2 separate regions of the Mus musculus genome follow, and region 1 is linked to region 2. Evidence: chromatin contacts called from public promoter capture Hi-C data. All regions are on one chromosome and are shown on one strand. Each heading gives the region's core, a stretch centred on a gene start, on an enhancer-like site or on the middle of the called end of the contact. The rest is flanking DNA. Distances are from core to core; before and after follow the strand shown.

Evidence for each region. Promoter capture Hi-C pulls out the DNA fragments that hold promoters and counts their contacts.
Region 1: a contact with region 2 is called in a promoter capture Hi-C map of hippocampal neurons, with 3 times the contacts expected there. The contact joins the promoter of Orc1 here to the promoter of Dhcr24 in region 2. A contact is called at or near these places in 2 of 39 promoter capture datasets (hippocampal neurons and pre-B cells).

The regions. Positions count from the first base shown.
Region 1 is chr4:108,578,156-108,584,886 of GRCm38.p6, forward strand. It overlaps Orc1 (origin recognition complex, subunit 1), which reads left to right and starts at 1,299. Exons shown (of 17, transcript NM_011015.2): 1 at 1,299-1,420. Prpf38a (PRP38 pre-mRNA processing factor 38 (yeast) domain containing A) reads right to left here and starts at 1,181. Exons shown (of 10, transcript NM_172697.3): 1 at 830-1,181. The coding sequence starts at 959.
Region 2 is chr4:106,557,407-106,564,550 of GRCm38.p6, forward strand. It overlaps Dhcr24 (24-dehydrocholesterol reductase), which reads left to right and starts at 3,632. Exons shown (of 9, transcript NM_053272.2): 1 at 3,632-3,991; 2 at 6,995-7,144. The coding sequence starts at 3,761.

The sequences.
Region 1 (6,731 bases), core at 49-2,548, 2.0 Mb after region 2:
TCTAGGACCCAGCAGACTATCAATAAATAAATAAACAAATAAATTAATTAATTTAAAAAAATGGAATGGCTCAAAAAAAAAAAAAAAAAACTAAAGAAATCCTTCAGCATCAAGAAAGACCGGTCAAGCCGGGTGTAGTGGCGCACACCTTTAATCCCAGCACTCGAAGGCAGAGGCAGGTGGATTTCTGAGTTCGAGGCCAGCCTGGTCTACAAAGTGAGTTCCAGGACAGCAAGGGCTATAGAGAAACCCTGTCTCGAAAAACAAAACAAAAAAAAGAAAGACCGGTCAAGCAGGACGTGGTGGCGCACGCCTTTAATCCCAGCACTTGGGAGGCAGAGGCAGAGGCAGGCGGATTTCTGAGTTCGAGTTCGAGGACAGCCTGGTCTACAAAGTGAGTTCCAGGACATAGGACAGCCAGGGCTACAGAGAAACCCTGTCTCGGAGCCCACCCCCCCCCCCCCCCAAAGAAAGAAAGAAAGAAAGAAAGAAAGAAAGAAGGAAAGACCGGTGAGCCCTGCGGTGCTGGTGTATTCCTTGAATTCCAGCACTCGGGAGACAGAGGCAGTTCGAAGCCAGCAGTTCTCCAGGACAGCCAGGGCTATTACAGAGAAACCCTGTCTCGGAAAACGGAAAAGAAAAAAGAGAAAAGAGAAAAAGATCGTGTCAGATTTGTCTGTGTCCCGTCTAGTACAAGTCCAGGCACAGAGCAGTTTATATGAATAGTTGACATACTCTTCCAGTATCACCCCCAAAGGGTCCGTCCTTCCTCACTCAGACAGAAGAAACCACCCGTAAGCCGAGACGCGGGCTGCGCGCTGTCGCTCACCTGTAAGTCCAAAACACTCTTCTTTCCAGTACTTTGATTCATAGATTCGCGTCCGGATGATCTTCTCCACCAGATACTGAGGGTTGGTGCCATGGATGCTGTGGGCATCCTTCACTGTACGGTTCGCCATTTTAGAACTCTTTCAATTCTATTTCCGTCGGCTTGCTTAATACGTCACATTCAGTATTTATTTAAAAGAAGGGAAAAAAAAAAAAGGACTACCGGAGGCTAGGGAAACATTAAGGAATCCCTTGCGACCGCGGAAAGCCACCAGCTTCGTACCGGAAGCTGTGGCGTAGAACTCTTTCGCCGGAATACGCACACCCCGCACCAGAGAGGGCCCAAGCAAATTGGCGGAAGTACGTCATGAACCCCCGGGAGGGCGTGGCGAGTGTCCGAAACGCCAATCAGAATCACACTGTGGGCGGGGTTTCGGTTAGTGGCGCGAAAAGTTTTCTCCTGTGCCTTCAGTTCTTAGTCAGCTGAGAGCTGGGACTACGTGTTGTAGCCGTGGTCTCCCGGAGGAGCCAGACCTGGACGAGCGAGCGTCCCCCAGCTACTCCAGTGCCTGGACTGCAAAGCGTCGGCGAGGTGAGTGCGGGTCGTTGTCCACGGACTGCATACACGTGCACCTAGGGCCGTCGGTGCCGGCACCGCTCGCAAGCCTGTAAACCTTCTCGCCTCCCCGGAGCTCCAGGAACACTTCCTGCACTGAAGGAGACCTCGGAGAAGCGGGTGGCGCCGGCCCTCGGTGGGGAGCCTAAGGCTTTGGCTCTCCGCGTGCACTGCTTCTGAAAAGCACTCGCAACCTTTCCTCTGGAACCGCGGAGCTGGTGTTGCTCTCCGCTTTACTGGTGATTCCGCCCAGAGACAGACTTTCTCTAAGTCACTTTCTGGGACTTTGGCGTCTCCTCTCCACATGGCTTGCCCTTAAGTGAGCTTTCATCTCCAATCACTGGAGAAAACATCTAATGGCTCGTATTCTACTTTCTTGGGTCTAGCCTTCTCTTAACAATTGGAGAAATTGGGAGTTCTAAGCTTTGAGCTGTGAGATTCCTGTCACGAGGTCTTTTTAGTTTTCCATAGAAGTCGAATAATCGTAATTATTTTCTACTGTAATGGTTTTTAGACATTTTTCTGTGTAGAGCCGGCTGTCCTGTAGCTTGCTCAGAACCAGGCTGGTCTCGAATTTAGAGACTGCCTCTGCCTCAGGCCCTAGAATTAATGGCATGCACCACCACACCCTGTTTTTTCAGAATTAGATTGGGGAAGGTGCGGGAGGGGGGTTCAAAACAGAGTTTCTCTCTGTAGCCCCGTTTGTCCTGGAACACTTATAGACACACATCTCAGCCCCCTCTCCTGAGAGGCTCCTCCAGACTGTTGTTGCTAATCCTTCCTATAGACAAGTTGTTCCTCTGGCTTCAGGATGAAGTTCTGGGGACAAGTCAAACTTCTTGGAATCCATTGTTTCAATAGTTGGCTACAGTAGGATGGGCATTGGTTTATCATACCGTATTTTCTCTTAGTCTGATTATCTTAGAACAGTGCTTAGCACACAGGCCTCAAATAATATTGGTTGAATAAAAAGAGATACTATTTTTCCATTTTGTGGATTAGGAAATGGGTCCGGTGGACCTGCCACTCTGATTGGGAAGCTGTATATATTACTGTATATAATAAGCTGCCAGAAGTAAATACTATTTTCACAGGTGATACGATGATACATAAGGTAAGGTAGCTTATTGGTATCTGACTGTTCAGACTTAACTTGTACAAAGATAACATCTCCCTTTCATTAGCAAATATTTATTATTGAGCATCTTCTATGAATTTACATTGTTCTGGGGTTACTTTAAAGATTTAAATGAGGTACATGTGTCAAGAGTTTGGGCTTAACTTTTATTAAGGTTCCTTTTATGTTTTTGCATTGGGTATGGTTCCTGTACTGGGTTCAGACTTGTGGTGTCCTTCCATGGATATCGCTAGAAGTCAAACTCTTCTCTTTGCCAAACCAATCCTCCTGGCTCCCCAGTCCATTCACCATTTTTGCTGATAATCAAAATCATTTTGCTGATGGAGGGGGGGGGTTGGGGGTGTGTGGAAGAGTAGTTGATTGAGCTGTGTATTAGCATTTCAACATGCTTTTATATGAGTGTCATTCCTCAGTGGAAAGTTGATGAATAATTAGGATTTCTGGAAAGAAGTCCTAAGGACAGCAGGTAGCAGGCCTTTTGTACTGTAGGCATCTAACTTGTCATCTTTTCATTTTGTGAGGAATCCTACATTTTGTGTGCATGTGTTTGCCAACTTTCTGTTGCTATGACACAGTACTTGAAAAAAAAAACAAGGAAGATAGATTTACTTTGGCTTACAATTTCAGATATTTCTGTCTAGGGTCATGTTAGGACAAGATAAGGGCACCCCAAAGGCTTGTCCCTAAGGATCTACTCCTTTTACCTAAGTCATGTATGTGGCTATATATGAAGTATGTGCCTGGTGTCTCCAGAGGCCAGAAGGAGGTGTCCTATTCCTTGGAACTGTAGTTAAAGTTGGTTTTAAGCTGCTGTGTGGGTGCTCAGGTTCTCTACAAGGGCAACAGGTACTCTTACCATTGGGCCATCTCTCTAACGCCTGTTTCCTTGATTTTAAGAGATTTCAAAATTTCTATCATCTCCCAAGTAGCCCATCAATTTGTGAACCTTTAATCCATTGAAGAGGTCAGATACTCTGTGAGCCAATCAGTTCCCAAAAGCCTATCACATGGCAGCCCTGGCTTTTATCAGGTGACCTTTGGGAAAATACAATTCCAAGCTACAACAGTGCAAGTTTTTTAATAGTTTGATTAATTTTGTTGTTCTATACTACTAATGGGAACACTTTGGTTCATGTCTTTTCTGATAGGTATACGAATTACCGAGTCATAGAGTGGGCATACATCCAAGAATTTGTATGAAAGTTTTTTTAGTTTCCAAAAATGACTATATAAGGTTTTTGTTGTTGTTTTAATTTTGAGAGAGGGTTTCAGTGTGTCACCCTGGCTGCCATAGAACTCTATATAGACCAGGCTGGACTTGAACTCAGATTTGCCTACCTCTGTTTCTCAACTTCTGGGATTGAGCACCATCATGCCTAGTATCTTTACGACTTTAAATGCCCTTTAAACACCATTTATCTTAAAGTTAGATTATTTGAGGATTATAGAAGCTTTGATGGAAAATAGGAATTTGCTACAGATAAATCATTCAGTTGATATTCCCATTTTATTTAAATGAATACTTACTGAGTACTACAATTTGCTTGAGTCTGTGCTTTTTATTTTAGAGACATTTGTTTTCATTGTGGAAAGTTGGGGCAAGTTACAAGATTTATTTCTTACAATTGTGTGTTGCATCAGTGAATAAAAAGAATATATGTTTGTGATGGTTTGTCTATCCTTGGATCAGGGAGTGGTACCATCTGAAGGTGTGGCCTTGTTGGAATGGGTGTGACCTGGTTAGAATGGGTGTGTCACTGTGGGTGTGGGTATAAGATCCTCACCCTAGTTGCCTGGAAGTCAGTCTTCCACTAGCAGCCTTTGGATGAAGACATAGAACTCTCAGCTCCTCCTGCGCCATGCCTGCCTGGATACTGACATGCTCCCACCTTGATGATAATGGACTGTACCTCTGAACATGTAAGCCAGCCCCAATTAAATGTTGTTTTTATAAGACTTGCCTTGGTCATGGTGTCTGTTCACAGCAGTAAAACCCTGACTAATACAGAAGTTGGTACCAGGAGTGGGGTATTGCTGTGATAGGCCTGACCATGATTTTATTTGAAAGAATATAGATTTTTGGACTTTGGATTTGGAACTCGGTGGAATGCTTTAAATGAGACTTAATGTGTCATCCTAGTAGGAATATGGAAGACTTTGCTGCTGGGAGTAATTTGAACTGTGTTAACCTGGCCCAAGAGATTTCAAAGGAGAAGAATTTCAGTATGTGGCATAAAGACTGTTTTTGTGGTATTTTGGTGAAGAATGTGGCTACTTTTTAACCCTTGTCTGAAAAGTCTGCCTGAGGCAAAGGTGAAGAGACTTGGATTAATTGCATTGACAAAGGAAGGTTCAAAAAAGCCCAGCAGAGACTTTGTTCTCTGGTTAAGTCTCACATAGAGAAGTTTGAACAAGCATAGCAAGCTTAGAAAGGCAAAATATAAAATATATGGTTCGAGTATTGAAGGAGTACCAGGAAGTGAAATGGAGCAAAATCTTGTGTTCTAGGAGATAACAGATTAAGGGAGTGGGACCTTGGGGCAAGGTTCTACCCAGCTTAATTAGATCCAGGCATGGTGGTACACACCTTTAATCACATGCTGATCTCTGCATTCAAGGTCAATCTACAGAGCAAGAACCAGGATAGCCGGAGCTGGTGAGATGGCTCAGTGGGTAAGAGCACTCAACTGCTCTTCCTAAGGTCCAGAGTTCAAATCCCAGCAACCACATGGTGGCTCACAACCATCCGTAAGAAAATCTGACTCCCTCTTCTGGTGTGTCTGAAGACAGCTACAGTGTACTTACATATAATAATAAATAAATCTTTAAAAAAAAAAAAAAAAAGAACCAGGATAGCCAAGCTTAGGCAGTGAAGCATTTAGAAAACATAAAGCCAGTGTTAATGTAATAGTACAAGGGGATCATGTTCTAGATCCTGTAAGCAGCAGAACTTGGCAGCTTCAGCCATGTGGCTCTGGCTCTAGAGTTAAGAATGGAAGGAACTACTTGATTGATGCTGGTTAGCTGGAGCTAAGGAATTAGCGGTGATTAAGAATAGACCAGCATCACTGAGGTGAAATCTTATGGGAATTGTTTTCTGGGAGCACAAAGAAGCTGTGTTCCAGAGATAGCCAAGGTTGTACCTCGTGCTACAGCTGGACTTGGTAATGTGTAAGAATCACCCAGGTGGTACTGGTTTTGAAAGCATGAAGATGTCATGAAGAACAGCTGAGGCTTGGCACTGTGAGAGGTCTTGGAGGCCACTGGAGAAGGTGTATCCAAACTACAGCTGAGGAGCTGTAGTTAATGGCCCAGGACTGAAGGGGTCATGCAAAGGAGGCTATTGGTGAAGCTTAGTTGGAGTGGAACACCCCAGTGTATTGGAGATGTCAGTACCATGGAGTGATCACCAAGAACTGCAGCCATAGTGGAATGGATCAACCTGAGCTTAGAGTGCTACAGAGGGCAGAGCTGGAGAAGTGATGCCAGCCCTTAGGAGGAGTCTAAAAGATGAAGTAGAATCCCAGACACTGAAACAAGAAGCTGTAACATTGAAATTGCCTTGGAGACTCAAAGATGTTAAAGATGCCAGAGCCATGGCATACATGCTGAGGAAAGCTGCTAACAGGGAGTGGAACCAGCCCAGGAGAAAGCAGTTTGTTGCAGTCAACAAAGATGAAAAAGGAGTGGAGATCTGAAGACCGCTTTGACATCAGCCATGGAGATGCAGAGTTTGGAGTTTGCTCAGCTGGTTTCCTGCCTTGCTTTGGGGATTACAGTTAATTAAATTGAATGAATCTCAGAAGAGACCTTGAACTTTGGACTTTTAACATTGTTGTGACTGCTATAGACTATGAGGACTTTGAAAGTTGGACTAAATGCATTTTGCATTATGCTATGTTTAAGTATGGCCCCTATAGACTCATATTTTTGAACAAGTCTATGGGGACCAGGGAGTGGAATGTGATGGTTTGTCTATCCTTGGACCAGGGAGTGGCACCATCTGAAGGTGTGGCCTTGTTGGAATAGGTGTGACCTGGTTGGAATGGGTGTGTCACTGTGGGTGTGGGTATAAGATCCTCATAATTGGGATTATGCCCTATGCCACTAGGCCTGGCTTCTTAGCTCTTTGTTTAGGTCTACCTTGTA
Region 2 (7,144 bases), core at 2,382-4,881:
CAGTGGTCCGACTGCTCTTCTGGAGGTCATGAGTTCAAATTCCAGCAACCACCTGTAATGAGAAATAAACAACCTTTGGCCCGGAATGAGTGGGGCCGGATAAAGAGGGAGAAGGGAAGGGGGGGGGCGGGGAGAATAAAGAATGCTTACTTTAGGGTTGGAGAGATGGTTCAGTGGTTAAGAGCACTGTCTGCTCTTCCAGAAGTCCTGAGTTCAAATCCCACCAACCATATGGTGGCGCCCAACCATCTGTAATGAGATCTGACACCCTCTTCTGTTGTGTCTGAAGTCAGCTACAGTGTACTTATATATAATAAATAAATTTTTAAAAAAAGAATGCTTACTTTATATCTGTTGAGTGGAGCCACAGGAAATGATGACCCACCCAACCAAGGGAGAAGATTCAAATACTGGAAAGATCCAGATGGTGAGAGTCATACTCCAATTTCACTGTTTCTCCAAATAAGACAATAACACAATTTACTTGACCTTTGAGTTTGAACATCTCCATTTCCTTAGAATAAACCTGGCTTAAAGACCAAATGATCTGAGAAACTACTGTATATACATACTAGAAATTCCAGGACTCTGGTGTTTATTAAACTCTTTAATTGGGGGGGGGGGTGCTGTGTGGTTTAAAAAGTTTGTGTTTATCAGGAAAAGAAATGGAGAACTGCAGTTTAGGAAAAGTGTTTGTGGTTGAACCATCACAGGGATTGTCCTTAATTTCTGGTTAGCTTGCAAAATGCTGGCCAGAGCACCTCTTCCCACATTCTGAGTGACCTGTTTTCATGCTTCATCAACTCTGTAACTAATGTGTGGTTATGAGCAGGTTCCTGGTTCAAAGCAGTCATTTTGACTTTAGGACAAATTAATAAATGGCTCAAGAAGATTTCATTTCCTCTCTCTCTCTCTCTCTCTCTCTCTCTCTCTCTCTCTCTCTCTCTCTCTCGTGTGTGTGTGTGTGTGTGTGTGTGTGTGTGAGAGAGAGAGAGAGAGAGAGAGAGAGAGGAGTTTGTAACTCCAAACAGGCCCAGAAGGGAGGTTTTGAAGTGCCAGGCCATTCTGTGTCCTTGCATGACTGCGGGAAGCCCACCATTAACTAGCCCAGCTCCGGGTGACTCTCCTCCTTGTTTAGACGACAGCTACCCAGAGGACGAGAGTTTGTGAAGAGAGGAACTGCTATGACTACTTTTTCATTCCTTTTATCTGACAGTTGCTGCCTGAAAATAAATTTTTTATCTACTTTCCATGGGCTTCCTTCTTCTCAAGAATAAGACTATCCCAATTAGTAATTTCCATTGTTTCTTCTACAAAATACTCATCGCTAGTTAATTTTTAAGTTAGACGTGCTGTTCACATTACAATAGACTTGAACTTTTCTCAGAACACTTAACCTCCAAAATAAAGTGTTGGTTTGAACAGCTGCATCAAACAGGTCCAGGGCAGGACACGGTCCGAACAGGCTCTCTCTGACAGCCTCTCTGGATTGTAGCTTCTAGGTACATAGCACGACACAAACCTGTCATTTTTAAGTTTCTAGAAACTACCTTTAAAACATGAAATCAGGGCTGGGGTGATGGTTTAGACATTGAAGTGTTTGCCACGAAAAGCGCGAGGACCTGAGTTCCGGTCCCAGCATCCACCTTAAAAGCCTGAGTTCCGGTCCCAGCATCCACCTTAAAAGCCAGGTGTTGGTGGCAGGAGAGAGCCCCGCAGTCAAGAAGCCTGTGGGTCCTAGGACCGTCATGGTGGCTCTCAGTTGTCTGTAACTCCCACTCTAGGGAATCCACTGCCCTCTTCCGAGCTTCACACGCTTCTGTATTCAAATGGCACACATGAACACACATAAGCATACACATACACACAAAAACTGTGAAAAATTATTTCCAAAGTTTGGTATGTCAGTGAACACCTGCAATAGCACTGGGAAGGAAATTTTAAAAAAAACGAAACAAACAAACAAACAAAAAAAGTGGATCCCTTAGGAATTACTGGCCTGCCAGTCTAGCAAGCTCCAGGTTCTTTGAAAGTCACTGTTTCAAAAAGGAGGGTGGACATTGAACTTTTGTATACACACATAAGCACACATGTCCTCCCTTGCACAAACAGGAGTGTTCGAGGTCACAGTTATGTCTACACATACACATATACATGCACACCAAGAAATAAAAATTTTACTATTAACCCAAGATAATGTAATCATTTTGACCAAAGTCAATATGAATATTATGAACATGTGTTTTACACTTAAAGGACATTTCAATTTGTGTAAGCTACTGACAGCTCTATCAGTAGCTGTCATAGCTGGGTAGGACGGTCGGTTCCAGTCTGGACTCCTCCCTTTGGAAGCTGAGGGTAAACAACCTCTCACTTTGAACTTTGATTTCTATTGGATATTTGAACTCCCACATACATTCTTCACTTATCCTTTGGTCAACAACGGTGTGCCTTACAATGCCCTAGTCATTATGCCACAAATTGGAAATTCAAAAGTGCTGTAATAACAAGGTGTTGTTTGCCCTAAAGCTCCATCTGTAGGAGGGAGAGACACATAAAGGGACAATTATATAAAAATGGAAAGAACTGTGAGCCTCTGAAAGAAGTACATAAACTTGGCTTTAGAAGTGGCACCTCGCGAATCTCTAGGCTGTGTAGTGCTTTACCTCGGTGATACAATGGGGAAAGAGCCTTCTAGGGACAGATTCACCGAAGGTGGAAGGTGGCGCTATAAAGGATGGCAGAATGGAGTGCCCGAGTCCGTGTCCGGACAAAGGTGGAAGGGGGGGGGGGGGGGGAAGGAAAGACACGTGAAGCAGACAAGGCCCTGGGAGGTTTGAAAAATCTTCAGAGCTTCCTCCTGTTCAGGGAAAGTGCAAATACCACCGGACTCAAGCTTCTGGCGAGGTCAGAGGTTGTTCCGCAGCCTGGCCTGGTTGCTCCGCAAGGCCGGGGCCATGTGCTGGGTTCTTACTCTTAATCTAGGGCTGCCATGCCGCCTTGAAGCTCTTTCTTCCTGTCTCCAAGCCTCCATCCACTTTGGGTTCAGCATGGAAGAATGCCATCAACGCCTCTGTGCTTTTTAAAATTACTCGACAGGTGGAATTCACCATCGCGTATTTTAAAATGGGGGTCCCAGCTACCCACGGCCCAGAACTGCTAAGGGGGGTAGTTCAAATGCATTTATGGTAAACGCCCTGAAAATTGAAAGGATTCCCCCTCCTGGCCATGTGCCTACAGAGTGTCATGACCTGCCCCGGTCAAGGCCAGAGGCTCTCCTGCCAGGGTTGCAGGGTGGTTGTCTGGAGCGCCTCCCACCCTGGGGAGGTAACCCAATGCACAACTGCTTGACGTGTGTCCACGGGAGGCACCACCCAAGGAGGAGATCAAGGGTGGTCCCGCTGCCTCCAGAGCGAGAGCCCTAAACCCCGCCAAGCCCGCCGCTTGCCGACCCTACCAGCGCCCCCAGCCCAGGTCAGCCCCTCCTCGCACGCCGACTAGAAGAGGGTGGAGCATCCCGGTTCCCGCAGCCAATGAACGCAGCGGCTCCCTGGTCCGATCCCCGGCGCGGCTCACCATTGGTCGCCGCCTGGGTCTCGGCCCACCGAACCTTGGCGACCCAAGCCAATCGCGAGGCGGCGGGCCCGACTTACAGGCTCCCGGGGCGGTGGCGGCAGGCGCTGAGCCGGCGGAGCGCGGAGCGGGCGAAGGAGACGGGCGGCGCGAGCCCGCACCCTTCCGCGCGGTGCGCCGCGACACCATGGAGCCCGCCGTGTCGCTGGCCGTGTGCGCGCTGCTCTTTCTGCTCTGGGTGCGAGTGAAGGGGTTGGAGTTCGTTCTCATCCACCAGCGCTGGGTGTTCGTGTGCCTCTTCTTGCTGCCGCTCTCGCTCATCTTCGATATCTACTACTACGTGCGCGCCTGGGTGGTGTTCAAGCTGAGCAGTGCGCCGCGCCTGCACGAGCAGCGCGTGCGGGACATCCAGAAACAGGTGAGCGGCGCGGGGCGCGGCTGTGCGCCGGGGTAGCGGTTCTCTGGGCGACGGGGGCGTGTGGGGCCGGAGGAATGGGCGTGGGAGTGGGGATCGCAAAGGACCTGGCGTGTGATGGGGGAAGGGACTGTCCAAGGATGAAACGGAAGCAGCAAAAGCACCGGGGCAACAAACAGAACCCTAACCCTAGGTTTATAAAGTGTCTGCTAGGTGCAGGGCATGCGCAGTGCCTAGAAAACGAGGGACCCTAAACCCTCGGGAAGTGCGCAACAGTCAGGTAACTCAGGCCCCCCACATTCCAAAGGAGGAATGGCCTCTGGAAGGTGGTTCTGGGAAATGGGGAGGGGGGAGATCCAAGTGGAGAGATTGGCTGAGCAGAAGTAGGAAGCTGAGGAGCACAGTCATGAGAGGAAAAAGGTTAGAAAGTCAGTTTGGAGAGGAGCCTTATGCAGGAAAGAGGTGAAAGTTTGTTTTGCGGTCCGAGGTGCTTCGGATCCTTTTACAATGGAGGTTTAAAGAGAGATTAAAAGGCAGGATCAGCCCCCAATTCCGTGTAATGTGCAGCAGATTCTGCATCCAGATGTAGTCGTCCCAGTAAGTAGATGAGGAGTTCATATAGGCCAGCCGGCACCAAGGCTAAGACTTCTCTTCACAGTGAAGCGTCTTCCCCCTCATCCAGGGTTAGCATGGGCTCCCTTTGCCCTCCTTATATTCCTCTCTAACTTGCATCAGGCTTCAGAGAGCGTCTGCTTCCTGCCGCTGCCCGCATGGCAACCACCCTCTTGTTCTATTTACTTCTTGCTGTATGCTGCAGACTGAGCACCACAGGCTTAGCCTGCAGGTGCCAGGCAGAGTGACCTCCAGACCAGAAGACCTTACCCAGGGAGAGGAGATGCAGAGGGTGCATCGATCAGAATCACTTTGCACCTCCACCCCCACCTGCACCATTTTCCTTGGGTCTGTCTGCAGGTTCTATTTGCCATTTATTTACCTGCTGGATGTCCTGTGAGCACCAGAAGACAGGACTGTTACCTGACGGCTCCCCTTGGGGCAAGAGTGTATTAGTGAGAGGTTGTTAACCTAAACTAAATGGAAGGATGCGCAAGGAACAATGGGGCCCTACACGCCATACCTGTGCCACTCGTGTGTGCAGTTTACAGTCCACGGCCTCCTGGTGTCTAGTACCAGTTTTACTAAAATGAGGTTCAAAGTGTGAGTCATGTGCCCAAGACAGCACAACCGATAAATAAGGCAGGCAGTCAACATTGGCTTCGGTAAGAGCCTGAACTCTCAACCCCCTCAGCCTTGTGTCTCCATCCCATCTCTGATTTTGTTGCCTCATGCCTAGTTTCTTACCATAGCTTCCCAAATAGTTACCTACTTTCTGGACCCTTTCTGTCTCTCTTGAGGATTTGACAAAGAACTTTTTAACCCCCAAATCCCATCAATGTCCCAAGCTTGATAGTTTCTGCCTGTGTGATCCAGCAGCAACCGCTAATCCACTCCCTCACACTCTGTTTACATAAAGTCTCCCACTGCAGGGTCAGGCAGAGCTGGGTGGTCTTGGAATTCACCCTTTGTCTTCCCACCGGGGACTCATAGTCCTGCATTTCTGCCAGACTGAATCAGAGGAAAGCCCCTCCCCATCCTGAGCCCTCTGACAGACAGCTCCAGGGCAGCCCACTGACCCTTGACCAGACTCTTGCAAAACTTAGTTGAAGCTGGTTTGAGTAAAAAGGACACTAGCTTGTGTCCTGAACAGCATCTACCTGCTGGATGCCCTGTGAGTTCTAGAAGACAGTGACTGTTATCTGACAGCTGCCCTTGGGGTCAGAGTATGTTTGCGAATGCCTGTTAGATCAGTACAGCTGGCTGAGGCATAACTGAACCCAGGACCCCCTCCCCCATTTATCTTCATCCTGCCTGCCATGTCATTCTTGGCTCTTCCTTCCCTTGAGTTGGCTCCGTTCTAGTGGGGTGCTGTTTTCCTGTGGAATCCCCAACACTTTCCGGCTTAGATCCAGCCAGTGTTGCCACCACCTCAGTAAAGAGAGAGTGCCCTCCTGGAACCAGACCCAGAAGGGGTTTGCCTACTGGGCTCACAGTCCTGTTCCTAAAACTGTCACTGTGGCCAGCAGGGCACAGTCAGCCTGGGTGGGGGGAGAGGAATCACTAGAAGCAGAGGAAGAGGAACCGGTTGGTGCTTGGGTGCCCTGACCACAGCAATGCATCACGCCTGCCTTGTCCGTCCGCAGGGACAGGACAGCTTCCTCTATTCCTCATTAGTGCATCACCCTCTGCACCTTCTTGCTCCAGTGTGGAAGTTTTGCCAAAGTCTTTCCTCCCACTGACTGGCTGCTCCTTCCCTGTCCCCTCTGTCAAATTGGTACATGAGTTAGCGTATGTGGATGCTGACAGCAGGCATCTACTTGGCACTGGATACGCTCTTCTTCCATGGACTAAGCCCCTCTGTCTCCCTCCCAGCTCTCTGTCTTTCGGGCTCGGCTTGTTCAGTCCTGGTTATGAATTCGGGTCTTTCCAGTCATGGGGTGTACAACCTCATACAAACTATCTTGCCTGGGTTTCCTCATCTGCAAAGGGGGGGTGTGTCACCCAGCCTCCTGAGATGAAGAGATCTAACCAGACAATGAACAGTAGGTGCCTCACTGGGTGATTGTACGATGGAGATGATAATCATGTTTATGACTGCTCTGCTACTGCTAGAAAGCCTTCCCTGGGCTTTCCACTTACTGTCTTTGGAGGACTCTGTTCTCTAGGGCTTTCTTGCATTCGTCCTCGTGCAGTAACAACACATTGGCTGTTCTGTTGACGTCCTGAGCTAGGGAGACTGCACAGGGGAAAGCCCTCAGCGTCACCATCCTCTCCAATGGGGCCTGGGTAAAGGCATTTTTTCCCAGCTCCCTCATCCTGAAAGAAGGGCTGTGTGTCCATCCCCCTGGGACTCCCAGATGGAGCCAGCTGAGTCGTATCCTGTGGTTACAGGTCCGGGAATGGAAGGAACAGGGCAGTAAGACCTTCATGTGCACGGGGCGCCCAGGCTGGCTCACTGTCTCGCTGCGAGTCGGAAAGTACAAGAAGACCCATAAGAACATCATGATCAACCTGATGGACATCCTGGAGGTGGACACCAAG